Regions from separate parts of the Mus musculus genome. Here region 2 is linked to region 1. The links are chromatin contacts, called in public HiChIP or PLAC-seq maps. All regions are on one chromosome and are shown on one strand. Each heading gives the region's core, a stretch centred on a gene start, on an enhancer-like site or on the middle of the called end of the contact. The rest is flanking DNA. Distances are from core to core; before and after follow the strand shown.

Region 1 (6,241 bases), core at 3,673-6,172:
CCTCAAATAACCCCTGGGAGCCCCACACTTGGCCACCCAGGCTGATTTATCACTACTTACCAACCTGGAGCTGAGTCAGCACAATTGTTAGAAAAGGGCAGGGGGAGTAGGGGGTGAAGAGAGGGGAGTATAAGACCACCCAGATACCTGGAGGCCCTGGGAGGGGGCCAGGAAACTATGTACACACTACACATGAGTCACGCGCGCGCGCGTGTGTGTGTGTGTGTGTGTGTGTGTGTGTGTGTGCTCGCGCACAGAGAGAGAGAGAGAGAGAGAGAGAGAGAGAGAGAGAGAGAGCATTATCCTGATGCTGTCTCAGTCTCCCCTTGCAGATCTCCTAACTGAATGGTACAGGGAATGGTAAGCTCCCAGGAAGGTAGATCTTGGGGCTAAAACAGAACTGTAGATTTGGGGTGGGGTGGAGGCGGCGGGGGGGGGGGGTGAGAGGGTCGCTCCCATTGATTCTGTCCCCATGACAAGATGTAGTACAGGAGTGGAAACTGACCACACGCCCACAAGGGAACAGTGAGAGCTAGTGCCAAGGGGTCTTCTTGAGGCCATGAGACCCTGCTGCCAAGCACATGCTTCTCTTCCCCTTTGGGCTCAGAGTCACCAGGAAAGGGTGTGGAGAAGAGCCTGGAGGGAGAGAAACAGGAAGCAGGCCCTGCAAACCCAGGTAGGCCATGGCTTTGCACCTACAGAGCCAACCACAGGCAGGCCCTGCCTGCATTCGCGCCACCCTGCCTGGAAGCCTCCAACTAATCCCCACATGCCAGGTAGCGAGGAATGGGTGGCATCCTTCTAGAAGGTTCCCACCATGTCTTACTGTCCTCTCCTTCTGCCCCAGGCTCCTCAGGATTTTATCCGGTTCTGAACAAATGTGCTACGTGACGATTCTTGCCACTGCACACGGCTCGCTCTGGTTTCACAGAGGATGCAGACACCAGAGCTATGTCCTGCAAGACCCTCCACGCTAAGGCCTAGGAGGCTCAGGAAATCTGGTGGCAGCTGAGGATGCTGGCTTTCCTGCTCTTACAGTGTGCAGGCCTTGTAAAAGGAAGCCGCTGCCTCCAGGGCAGGGTGATGGCCAGTTTAAACCCCATAAACCTGAGGACCTAGGATCCATGGCTCCTAAACTGTGTCCACTGTGATAGAGAAGGCCTGACCTGCCATTTCCACCCTCCCAGATATGTCCCATGCATCCTACTTTCAAAAATAAAAGCAATAAAAGGAAAGGAAGAGAAAAGCTGTATTTCAGTTTACAATTCCAAGTTACAGTCCATTGTTGCGGGGAAGTCCAAGTGGGAACTTCAGTCAGAGTCGAGAGCAGAGTGCAAAGAATGCATACTTGCTTGCTTGCTTGCTTGTGCTCAGCTTCAGTTCTCCCCTACCAGTCAGACCAAGAGGTCCTACCATCCACAGTGGGCTTCCCACATCAATTAACTTAGTTAAGACAATTACCCCACAAACACACCCACAGATCAGCCCAATGCAGACCATCCCCCACTGGGAGTCTTTCCAAGCAATCCTAGGTTTGTTGAGTTGACCATTAAAGCCAACTATTACAGTAACGAGGGAGAGCGCCTTCTTCTAGGAGCATACACTGACTTTCTAAAGATAAGGGACAGGGACATAGTCCCAGCATCTTTGGAAAGCCCCACAAGATGTATTTAAAGAGAGAGAAAAGTGACACAGATGGAGTAGAGAAAACCACCTAGTGGCCCCAGGCAGAGTCATCTGAAGTGGCATGAACTAAGAACAAGTGTCGTGTGTGTCAACATGGAAATACAGAAGAAAGACACTGTGAAACCAAAGTATCCACAAGCCATCCTGAGCCGCAAAGACCAGTGTGGGACAGTGCAGCACACCCATGTGGTCCAGACACATTTGCAACTTAAGTGCCATTTTAGTGTCCATGGATCATTAGAAACCAAGAGGGTCAGGAGTTCAAGGCCATTCAAAGTTGCCAGATGTGGTGGCACATGCCTCCAATCTCAGCACTAGGGAGGCAGGGGCAGGTAGAGCTCTTTGAGTTTGGAGCCACTCTGAACTACACAAGGTGTTGTCTCAGAACGACAACAACAACAATAAAATAAAGCATACCAGCAACCACCATTCTGCACATTCTCCTTCTGAACAGAATGAGGATTGGACAACTTTCTCGAAGGCCATAAAACACGTGCTGTAGGTTTTAAGGGCCACACAGTCTCTATCCTGGTTTGGAAAACAACCAACCAAACCACAGAGGAGTCCACAAGCCTGCTGGCTATGTGCTACCATGCCCTTCTTAGCCCCTAGCAGGCAGGGTTTCAGCACTCCAGCCAACCCCTACATTCTCTAGCAGCTGAAATGGAGAAGATATTGGGATCCGCCCACCGTTCCTGCCCCAGCTCATGGGCACCATAACAGCATGTGAAAGATGCTGGGCAGGTAGGAGGCAAAAGGCTTTGCTGCGCCCCAACATAGCAGGCATTTCTAGCAATCCAGCAGGACATATAAGCTCTGTGCCCAACCAGTGGGACTTTTTTTGCACAGCTTGGAGATCTTGAGGTCCTTAGAAGCAGCCCAGCCCCATCCATTCACCCATGTCACCCACCCATCCCCAGACTAGGTGTGACATCCTCCCACCTAGACTAAGCCACAGAGCAGCTGTCTTCCTGGAGAGAGGCACCAACAGTTCGGGAGAGTACCCCCAAGTCCCCCAAGCCTCTGGATGCCCTGGGGGCTACAAGCAGAGCTGAGCCCATGTCTGTTCCATTATCCCCAACAGCCCTCCAGGGACTACACGCAGATGGCATGTGGCTTCCATGTCTACAGGACCCCAAGGTGTGAGTTCTGGGTAGGAACTTGAAGCCCTTGTCCCATTAGCACACAGCCTGAAACACAGTTGGAGCTTCACAGCTACTCTCTTCCTCAATGAATGTAGGAGAAAACAACTCAATCAAAAAAGGTGGGCATCTCGTGGGGAATATCTTTTAAAGTGGCAAAATGACAGCTGGGGCAATAGGAACCTTGTGTGCTGAGGACGTAGAAAGTTCTGGTCCAGCTGGGCAGTGATGGAGCACACCTTTAATCCCAGCACTTGGGAGGCAGAGGCAGGCGAATTTCTGAGTTTGAGGCCAGCCTGGTCTACAAAGTGAGTTCCAGGACAGCCGGGGCTATACAGAGAAACCCTGTCTCGAAAAACAAAAAACAAAAAACAAAAAACAAAAAAAAAAAAAAAAAAGAAAGAAAGAAAGTAAGTTCTAGTCCTGAGAGGGACACAATGTTTCCTCAGAGGACCCAGGAGCCCAGGAGAGAGCTGGCAACACTACTGGGTACACGGTTAGCTGGACAGCATCTCTAAAGAGCCCTGAGAACTAGATCTCTCCAAGCAGGGGGCTGGGGCCCCACAGGAAGTCAGATCTTGGGCTTGGTGGTGGAAAACTCAAGCTCCCTGCTGGTCTCCTGACCTTGTGCTGCTGCAGCAGTGACTCAACCTGCAGAAGTCTTCTTCCCTCGGCTGCAAACTAGTCTTCAGGGACAGGGATAGAGTAAGCATACTGACTCTCACGAGTGCAGCTAACAGGTGTGATATTAATGCCCCCATAAGAGATCTCAGACAGAACAACAGACCAGGCAGTGGGACACATGGCCAAATACAGTGCAAGCAGCAACGGTACACTAGGTACAACCCAAGGCGTGTCTCAGCCAAAAAAACAGAACACCCGCTGTGACTCCAAGCAACAGAAGATGGAGAGCTAAGAGCAAGCTCTACAACAGATAGACCGTGAAAACAAACTAAACCAAAGCAAAACCTAGACACAGCACCAAGACATGAAGCTAGGCGCTGAATTTAACGCCAATAAAGTCTCCACTGGCAGGAAAGGGTGTGAAAACGAATGCAAGAACATGTGAGGCCCTGCTGAGTGTGAACGAGGGTCTGGGACCTGGGGAGCTGACCCTGTTCCACTTGAAAGTAGGACCCAGCAAGGGCTGTTTTAAGGGCTCAGAGAGCCCACCGGATCTCATTTTGCCCCTGGGAAACTGAGGCCTGCCAAGAGAGTTACAGAAAGCAAGGGCGGGCCAGGAAGGGTCCAGCTGCAGGGAGGTGGGTCGCCCCTGCGGGGCCAGGGAGCCTCACAGTAAGGGAGGAAACTGGAGAGATGACCTCATCCCCCAGGCCTCCGGCCGCGCGGCTCACGGGTTTTAACCGCAGGCATGGCGGGACAGTTCCCTGGTATGCGGGCTGTGGGGCTCACGGAGCTGGAGTGTGTGCTAGGACTTTTTCAATGCAGCTGTCTTTGTGTGGGATTTGAAAACAAGCTGGGGTTTGAGAGACAAAAAACAGCCCTGCACCTGGGCCTGGCCAGGGTCTCCTATTGCAAGGAGGGGTGGGTGGGTTTGGCGGCGTGCATGCACATTCAGCAGACTTGCACGTACACGGCGTGCACACACATGTGCGCCACGTCTACAGATGTACATACAGCTTGCTCTAGATTCAGAGGCCGGATTGGGGGCTGGGCGGCGGGAGGGGGGGTGTCCTCCTTGGGGCCACAAACAAGTTTCAAGGCCAAGCACACCTATAACACCCCTGATCAAAGTTCTAGCCAGACCCTGGCCTGGCAGGGCCCAGTTTTCTCCAAGAACAGCTTTTCAGACCCACAGAATATGCCTGGCTCAGCAGAATGCTTAATCCCTCGGAGGCCGCCTGGCTTCCTTGGCCCTGGCTGAGATAACAGGGCTCTGGCACCACGAAAGCCAGGCGCTGAGGCAGGAGTACCGGCGCTGGGGTTGGGGAACACAGCCTCGCGTGACTTCTTCTCCACCATTTACCCAATGTGCTCCCAGAATCCCTCACAGAGCTCCCTTGCCCTGGGCCCCCGTGGGGCACCGCGGGCTGTGGTTTGGGCTCCCGCGCTCGGCACTCTGGGCTCGGCCCAAGGGCTGCTGGAATGTGTGTTACAAGAGCGCCACCTGGTGTCTCCACAGCTCGTCAGAGGCTGCCCTGTCCTTAGCTCAAAGGCTGAAATAAACATCTTTGTTTTTCACCCAACTCCCGTCCACAGCATGTAGCAGCTGCATTCTACACTATGTCCCCCAGCCTGAGGCTCCAACAGCCATTCTCACCCTAGAGGCCTGGAATCCACAACCATGATATCTGCGTGGGCCTAGGACACATGCACCTTTCGGAGGCCATGAGCCATCTGCAACAGCACACAACTCCTCCTTACCTAACCCTTTGACCAATCATCATGTCTTCTAGGAAAATATCACCACCCTATATACAAGGTCCTTTGAGCCATACACTTCTTCACTGGTCCATATGTCCAGGCTGGACACACGCCAGCCTCACATCTGCTTCCCCAACACCATGGTCATGACTCTGAAGTAAGCCACTAGACACAGCCAGCTCAAATCCTGGAAGGTATGGCCTCTAAAGGCTAGCATGTGAGGATACAGCTTACGAACATGGCAAAGTTGGGGACAGACAATGGCTCAGCAGTTAAGATCCCTTGCTACGCTGGCAGAGGTTCTAAGTTTGGTTGGGTACGCATGTTGGGCTGTTCACAATCGTCTGTTACTCCATCTCTAGGGGATCTGCCACATTATCTTCTGGATTCTGTGGGCATTTCGAGCACACACACACACAGGAGGCGGCAGGGAGAGAGAGGCTTTAAAATAATGTGGCAAAGCCAAATGGGGAGGTTAAGACTAAAGCCAACTATACTTTCATCCCTATACTTTACAGTTGGAGACACTGAGGTTCAGGGGTATCATTGTATCCTTAGGGGGCATGCCTGGGAACAAGACTTAAAAAGAAGGGGGTTCTGTATCCTACTCCATATATACACTCTGAGCAGCCGGGGTGTTGAGCCTCCCTCTGCATAGTAGAAAAGTGTGAAAGAGATGTGAGCCTACTCAAAGAAGCCCATCATCACATCCAGGTTGCCCAGAAAAGAGCAGAGGGGAGTTCCAGAAGGGAGTGTGCAGCGTTGACCGGAGGTCAGTCCTAATAGTAGGAAAGCAACCCTGCTGGATATATATAGTGTTTGTGCAAAGGTCCTGAGGCAGTTGGGAGGGAGAGATGGGGAGGGAAGGGAGGTTTGGAGATGGGGGGGGGTGTATGCTTAAATGTGTGACACTCTGAAGACCATGAGGGAGAAATTGGAAATTATCCCAAACCACCCAGGGAGCGTCTGGGACACTCAGGTTTTTGTCCTATAAAATCTCTTCTTAGCTGTTGTGGGGCAGGGAGGGT
Region 2 (6,986 bases), core at 2,619-5,118, 270 kb before region 1:
AGAGCAGGCCATGCAGGTTTGTCTAGGCCATATGGTGATGAGCTGGAGAGCTGGAGAAGAATAGGCCTAGCTTTGGGCACCACAGCACTAGGAGCCTCACTGCTGAGCCAGCCTGGTTTGGAGCAGACCCAGGTTGACTAACTGTCCTTGTTCTGTACACCGGAACAAGTCTTCAGACAGGACCCATAATGATTGGGCACTGCCCTATCAAGGAAGCCCCTGCCGAGGAGCCTCCAACATCCCCAGGACAGGCTTGGCTCCTGAGAGATGAGTGAGGCTAGAGTCTCTCTCCTTTGTCCTCTCCTGGGCCCCACAGCACTCTCATGCCTTGGAGAACCCTCCCTAGTGTGAACTTGCTCCCAAGCCTGGCTGATCACTTCTAACTTCGAGTCTTCTCAGTCATGCCTCCTCAGAGCTACATTATGGGATGTGGGTTCTCCATGTTCCTCTGCACCAGGCCCCACTGGCAGATCCTCTGACCCTTAGGGTGCCTGGGCTGTGACACAAGATGTCTTAGCATAGACATGGGTGCCATACTTACCTGGAAGTCTGAACTGTCACTGGATGAGGCTCAATCTGGCTATTTCACCAGAAAGTGCTCTATCTCACATGCTTCTGCCTGCCCCTTCCTCTGTCTATATATCTTCCCCCCTCTCTGTCTGTGTGTCTGTGTGTGTGTGTGTGTGTGTGTGTGTGTGTGTGTGTGTGTGTGTGTGTGTTTGATGGTAAGAGAGGATAAAGCCTTATGAAACAACCAGAAAGAATTCTATGGTGTTTGGGGAGTCTCATTAGTTGTCAGTATATAATTGCATTTTGAGGATCCAAGTGACCTCTGTGTGGTAGGTGCTACCGTACTTGGAACCAGTGGGCATGCCCTGAAGGGCTGTGGCTGCCTCTGTAAGGCATGGTGAATAGTGACTTCTAGCTTGTGTGGGCTGACAGAGATCTCTGCTCAGGCCACCTGAGAACTGTTCTCCATCTTTTCTTCAGCCTGGTCTCTCTGACATCCCAAGACCCTAGAAGGCAGCTCTGCCTCAGCCACTTCATCTCTCCACGTCCTGAGGATTCTAGGCTAAGCATCTAACTTCTCTGCCATGGCTCTTTATTTCTCTCCCAATATGTTGTTTATTAATTTGGGAATTTCATATAATGCACTCTGATCACACTTCCCATTCCTCTCAGGCCCACCTTCCTTCCCACCCTTGGACACCCCCTCAAAAAAGAAAAGAACCCAAGCCCCCCAAACCCCTCAGGTCCAACTTGTGCTGCCCATATCTAGTCACTGGGACCTGGTCAAACTCCCACTGGCCGCCCCCACAGAAACCATCAACTGTGAAGAGCTACACTTCAGCATCTTTATTAAATGCTCATTATTGACTTTCTTCAATAGCTTTATGTCCAGACTATTTCTTTTTTGGTGAGAGGTTGGCACAGAATGTCTTCAGTGTCTCTCCTTCCCAGCTTATAAGTCTATAGACACCTCCCTGCCCACAGTAGCTGGTGGCAGCACAGATCATGGACATCAACACGGTTGCTAGTATCTGCTATGGTTCTTTACACTTACAGGTGCTACCCTTGGTGTCCTCATGTTCCAGGAGGAGGGGCCTTATTGTTTGAAGGCCCTTCTGTCCTGGGCATCTGTTCTTCCCAGTGCTTCCTTCTTATTCCCGAAGGACACCCAGCTGCTATTCACTGTTATGGCTTGGCAGGAAGATGAGGCTGTGGGTGTGACTGGAGTAGGGCTGGAGGGGTTAGGAGGGTGAGAAAGTTTGAGTGTCACGATGGTCCCCAGTATGTCTTGATGTCCCCCTTCCCTACACTCCACTCTACATCTCAGAGGCAATGAGAGCATCAGCCAGGTGGCCTGGGTTCTCTTGGGTTGAGTAGCTGCTGCCTGGACCTGTTTGAGCCCAGTCCTGGAAACAGATGACTAGGGGCTGGGCTGAGCTCTGGGAGTTAAGAAGGACCTGTTCTCTGGGGCCGCAGGCATGGGGAATTGAAAGGAGTGTGAATCCCTGATGTGTCATGGGAACTGTAGGAGGGGATGTGACAAGAACTTTGCTGATCCCAGGTACCTTGGAGTGCCTCACAAGAACACTGAGAGGAGGGCAGGTAACAGAACCAAACTCAGGTCATAGAAGGACTGGCCAGGAAAGCAAGCATCTTGTGTCCTAGTGAACTTCATTTGCTATTTCAACCAGCATCTGAGCTTTGATGGGAGGGGAGCAGATCCCAGAAGCTAGGGATAAGGATAGTAGGATCCATTGCTCAACTTTCCTGGACCTTCCATTAAAGAAGATCATTCTTAGGGACGCATCTCTAGTCAACACCAAGAACTCTTAACCAACCTGCACTCCGGAGGCTGAGTGAGTAAAGCCGGGACAGCAGTGTCCTAGATCAGGTTAGAAGCCTAGTTCCTCTGCAGGGTCCAGATGCCTCTGTGGCCAGTCAGTGCCTTTATTTTATCCACTGATTTAACTAGTTTTGCTTGAGCTCAGTTGGGGTTGGGAAATTCCTGGGCCAGCTGTTCCCTCTGTCCCATTCTTGTACCTGCCCATCACACTAGAAGTCCCAAGTGTGTGTGTGGTATGTATGTATGTATGTATGTATGTATGTATGCATGCATGCATGCATGTATGCATGTGTGTGTATATGTGTATGGGGGCTGCTAGATGCAGGGGAGGGAGGAATATTCAGGTAATCATAGCTGCTTAAATACCAGGAATAGTGGGTTGGCTATGTGGTGTTGTGGTGTTGAGTCAGGGTGGTCCTGGGAGGGACTACCCAGCTACCTTCCTGCCTTTGGGAGACTTGCTTGGCTCTGAGAAGGCAGGGCTAAGAGGTGGGGCTTGATGCTGAGGGGTGTGGCCAGAAAGGGGTGTGGCTGGATACTGGTGGACCAGGCAAGGGGTTTAGAGCTAGAAGATCAGGCAGGAGTGCAGGAGGGAGGAAGAACCAGCTTCACCCACCTAGGAGATTTCTCCAGCTGCCTTAAGTATATGGTTGTATCTTCTTCTTTGGCTTAGATGTCTCTTCTTAATCAGCCCTTTGTGATAGGACACTTTTACTGTCCTATGTCACAGACAGGGGGCGGGTAGCTGGTGAAAGATTATAGCTGGGTGGCAGGGGTCTCTCCCCTCTGTATGCAGGCTCAGAGGTGGGAGATGTTCAGATCTGGGCAGGGTCAAGCTCAGTGCTCCAGAACTACAGTCAGGGCAGAAAGGGAGCAAGGGAGGGCAGTGGCAGAGGCAGTCCCATGAAACTGGAGCCCTGCTGGTCTTCTAGCAAATGCTCCTAGCACCCACTGGACACCAGGGCCTCGATAAGGGGACAAAGGCACAGCTCTGGGGACAAATACTTATGGGTATTGTCAGCCCAGCCGCTAGAGAGCCAAGGAGAGGCCCACAAAGGGCCCGAAGAAAGGGCCTCGGGAGGGGCTGCAAATGGGCCTTCCCGCACATGCCACCGTTGCCCGGGCGACGGCCCTCTCATGGAGAGGTCTGCTGGGCCATTGTCCAGGGCCTGCAGGACGTGTCACACACCAGATGGTCGTGTGCTGTCTAGGTCACTTATAGGGGGACAGAGTGAAGGAATGTGGCCAGCTCGGCAGGCCGGGGCACCATCTGTTCCTTCAGACCATGGGCATCAGGCGGGCATTGAGCGTCCGGCCTGCCAGGCCCAGCCTTCTCCCCGGCTTTAATTAGGTAATTCCATAATTGGGCTTTATTTCAGGTAAATTGCATTTCACACCCGAGAGGGCTGCAATGGTCCTTGCGGGAGAACAGCACTTGGCCACTCTACACAGTCCATAACACGGCACCGAGGCCGGCAGGGAGCAGGGACCGTGTCTTACCCAGATGGATGGCCTTCAGCTCCCAGTGGGCTGTAGCCTGCCTGGGCAATACTGAGGGCCCTGGCTATAGCCAGCCACAGCCTGGGGCTTCCACAAATATTTACCCAACAAGGAAACAACAGCTTCTGCCTTCCAGCAATTGTTGCTGCAGAACCCCCCTTGAGGGGGGTTGAGGCCGGGAAGCCTGAGGCCTCAGCTGCCTTTCCACCCTTCCCTTCAAAAGCTGGCCAGTGCTTGTTAGACCCGACACTAAGACCTTGTGGAGGGAGCTGCTACCTAAGAAATTCAGGTAAGAGAGCCTTGGGGGGCTTTCCCCTCCTATAGGGGCCTCCAGCTGCACCCTCACACTTGGCTCTTTGATTCTACTGATTGCTACCTTCTGCCTCCAAAGACCAGGGCACCCCCATCCTTCCAATCACAGATGCCTCTGGCCCTGATGGCCAAGCATATAGGGTGGGCCTTGGAAGGAGGACAGAATGGGATCAGTAGAGACAGTGGACATTGGCTGGGGAAATCCCTGCTCACAGGGCTCTGTTTCCATTCTCAGTAGATGGATCACAAAGAGTAACAGCCACAGGGCTAGGTGATCAGGGCAGTATTCACTTAGAATAACCCTGCAGCCTAGAGGACTGACTGGACAGCCAGAGGAACATCATAATCCCAACAGGGAAACCGGGGCTTTGAAGGGAGCCCAAGAACCCCAGCACTTATTTGTATACTTCTATTTCAGAAGTGAAAGTCTTAGGGCCTTGGGAGCTGGCCCTGGAAAAGAAGCACTCTTGAATGTGTCACCAGTGAGAGCCATCTTGGCTGGAAAGGACAGATGAGAGTCCCGGGCACACGTCTGAGGGTGACTTCCTGTGCGTATATCAGTGTGTACCAGCCTAGTCAGATCCTGACCCAGGCTCAGCTACCTTTAGGGCTCAGGGTCTTCTGGGAATGTGGAGGTAATTACATCCTGTTCACACTGAGTAGGCAGGTATACTTGGAGTGGAAGCCCCAGGGATACCCCAAGCCCACTGGCTCAACCTTTCACACATATCATGGTTCCTCTGAGCCCTTGGGGCCTGAGCCTTTTCTGCATGGACCAACAAATCATTCTCACTCTGTGGCCACTGGGCACCTGGGTCCCAGGGAACTGCAGGATCCTGTTCACGAAAAGATTGAGACTGTCTGTGGGGATCAACAGGAGACAGGAAGGTAGAGTAGGGCAGAGGGTGGAAGGTGAGTGCTAAAGATCCCCCAGACTCTCTCAGAAGTAAGCATTGTGCCAAGATCAACCTGGGACGTCCCAACTTTATTTGGAAAAGTCTCTCAATCAAGATCATACTACGAAATTCATTAAAACACAAGAGTCTGAATCACCAGAAATTATCTTGATTTCTGTGAGGCGTGGTGCCCAAGCCCAAGGAACCAATCCTGGAAGAATCGGTGATGCCCCTAACTTCAATGTGGCGTGAAAGAGGCTGGAGTCTGAGCATTGGTCCAGCACCTCTGACCAGCAAGAAGGAGGCAGGCTGCACATGTGGGGCTCATAGGGCTTGAGGGCCCTGCTTTTCACTTTAGGGGAGAAGTTGTCAGTCCATACCTGGCTAGGGTGGACAGTGGACAATCCCTTGCTTGGGATATCCTTTGGGGGGGGTGTGAAAATCCCGCTAGTATCTTGTTGTGGTCAACATCACTAGAGAATGAAGGAGTCAGGCTCTAGCCTGCTGAGCTCCCACTGGGCTACAGCCTGCAGTTAGTGTGGGCCGGGCCTGTCTTGCCCTGCACGTTCCCTGATGGTCTCTGGATTCAGGGCTGAGGGTGGAAACCCCAGACTCTTCCTGTTTCCCTTTAGGAAGCCACTTGGCATACCTGGATGGGCTTCCCTCTGCCTGAGCTGCATCCTGCTTTACACATATACTCCCCATCCCTATGTTCCAGCCATCAGAAGAGCAGCATCAACATCTTGATAGGGGCCTGAGAGGAACCCCATGCCCAGACAAGTTCTAGTTCCCACTGGCTGGGCAGAGGGGTGTTGGTGATATCCAGATCCAGGCCAGTGGCTTGGCCCATGGGTTTCGGGGCCTTAGGGAGCTAGGCTGTCATATCAGGCCTTCAAGGGGGTGAGAACCAGGTGGGTGTGCCCCTGTTGAGAGGGAGGTGGGGCAGACCTGTGGGGGGTTTACCCTGGACCTCCCTTCTGAGCTCCTTCAGGAACCCTCATCAGGGCCTGTCTGGGGCACAGTCAGTTGTTCGTAGGTGGGCAGGCTGTTGCTGGGTAGGAAGAGCTCAGGGTTGATGGAGCCACCTTCATTGCTGGCTACAACTTGTGACCTGCTGTTGCAGGTTGGACCACCTTGTTGCATGGACAGCAGCTGGTGGAGCATGTCTGTGATGATCACCAGTCTCTGGTCCAGTTGTGTCACCTGTAAGGACAGAAACAGAGATGAACCTGGTGCTAGAGACAGCCTAGTGCAGGCCATATTAGGGCCTGGGCATTCAAAGCCTGAAAGAGAGTATGTCACATGTCTTTATAGCTGTGGGTTGAATTTATGTGTGTACCATGCCTAGAGGCCCTTGGTCACCCTCATGTGCATCTGTTATTGGGGTACAGGGGGTACAGTATAGTATTGAGTTCTTGTGTGTGTCCATACATGCATAAACCTGGGCGTGCTTAACAGTTATCTCTTGTTTCTAGGTAGACCTAGTGGCTGAGAGTCACCTCTTAGCCCCTTCCCGGGCCTTTTGGTCTTTGAGACTCTGGACAAACCTTATGGAGCTCCTAGAACAGTCTCTGGGTTCCTGTGGCCAAGAGGTGGTAGGGCTGGTGGCATGATGAGTGGGACCCCAGAGTCCCAAGCTATCTGCTCAGCTTGGATGGGTTTGGAACCTTACACAGTGCGGGGGGGAGGGGAGCTTTGTGGGAGGGGTTGGCACCCGGAGAGAGGGATTGGGACAGCTCAGGGTTGAGCAGGCAGAGGCTGGGTGGTTTCATGAAATAATGTCCACCCTTAAAGGTAACTCAAAGGTACTACTTTAGGACAACACCACCTTTCTAGGTCCCCATGGGTCAGGACAGTGACTGAGTAGATTTCTTGACTGTGTGGTCCTTACCCCATGCCTGGAAAGGGCTTGTTTTGCTCTAAGC

Evidence for each region. HiChIP or PLAC-seq counts read pairs in DNA pulled down with a chosen protein or histone mark.
Region 2: a contact with region 1 is called in an H3K4me3 HiChIP or PLAC-seq map of embryonic stem cells, with 62 read pairs. The contact joins two enhancer-like sites. A contact is called at or near these places in 1 of 15 datasets of contacts at CTCF or cohesin (large pre-B cells), 6 of 484 Hi-C or Micro-C datasets (bone marrow-derived macrophages, embryonic fibroblasts, embryonic stem cells and 1 more), 12 of 115 datasets of contacts at active chromatin or transcription factors (craniofacial prominence, embryonic basal ganglia, embryonic forebrain and 8 more) and 1 of 9 other capture datasets (embryonic stem cells).

What each region holds. Positions count from the first base shown.
Region 1 is chr7:143,152,717-143,158,957 of GRCm38.p6, reverse strand. All of the region lies in intron 2 of Kcnq1 (potassium voltage-gated channel, subfamily Q, member 1), which reads right to left. Among named protein-coding and RNA genes, the nearest start is that of Gm28821, 15 kb to the right of the region's middle. Within about 2 kb of position 4,922, at least 105 of the 459 cell types and tissues checked have an H3K27ac peak or open chromatin away from gene starts, as enhancers often do.
Region 2 is chr7:143,425,188-143,432,173 of GRCm38.p6, reverse strand. Kcnq1 (potassium voltage-gated channel, subfamily Q, member 1) reads right to left here. Exons shown (of 16, transcript NM_008434.2): 16 at 5,132-6,264. The coding sequence ends at 6,049. Among named protein-coding and RNA genes, the nearest start is that of Cdkn1c, 32 kb to the left of the region's middle. Within about 2 kb of position 3,868, at least 33 of the 459 cell types and tissues checked have an H3K27ac peak or open chromatin away from gene starts, as enhancers often do.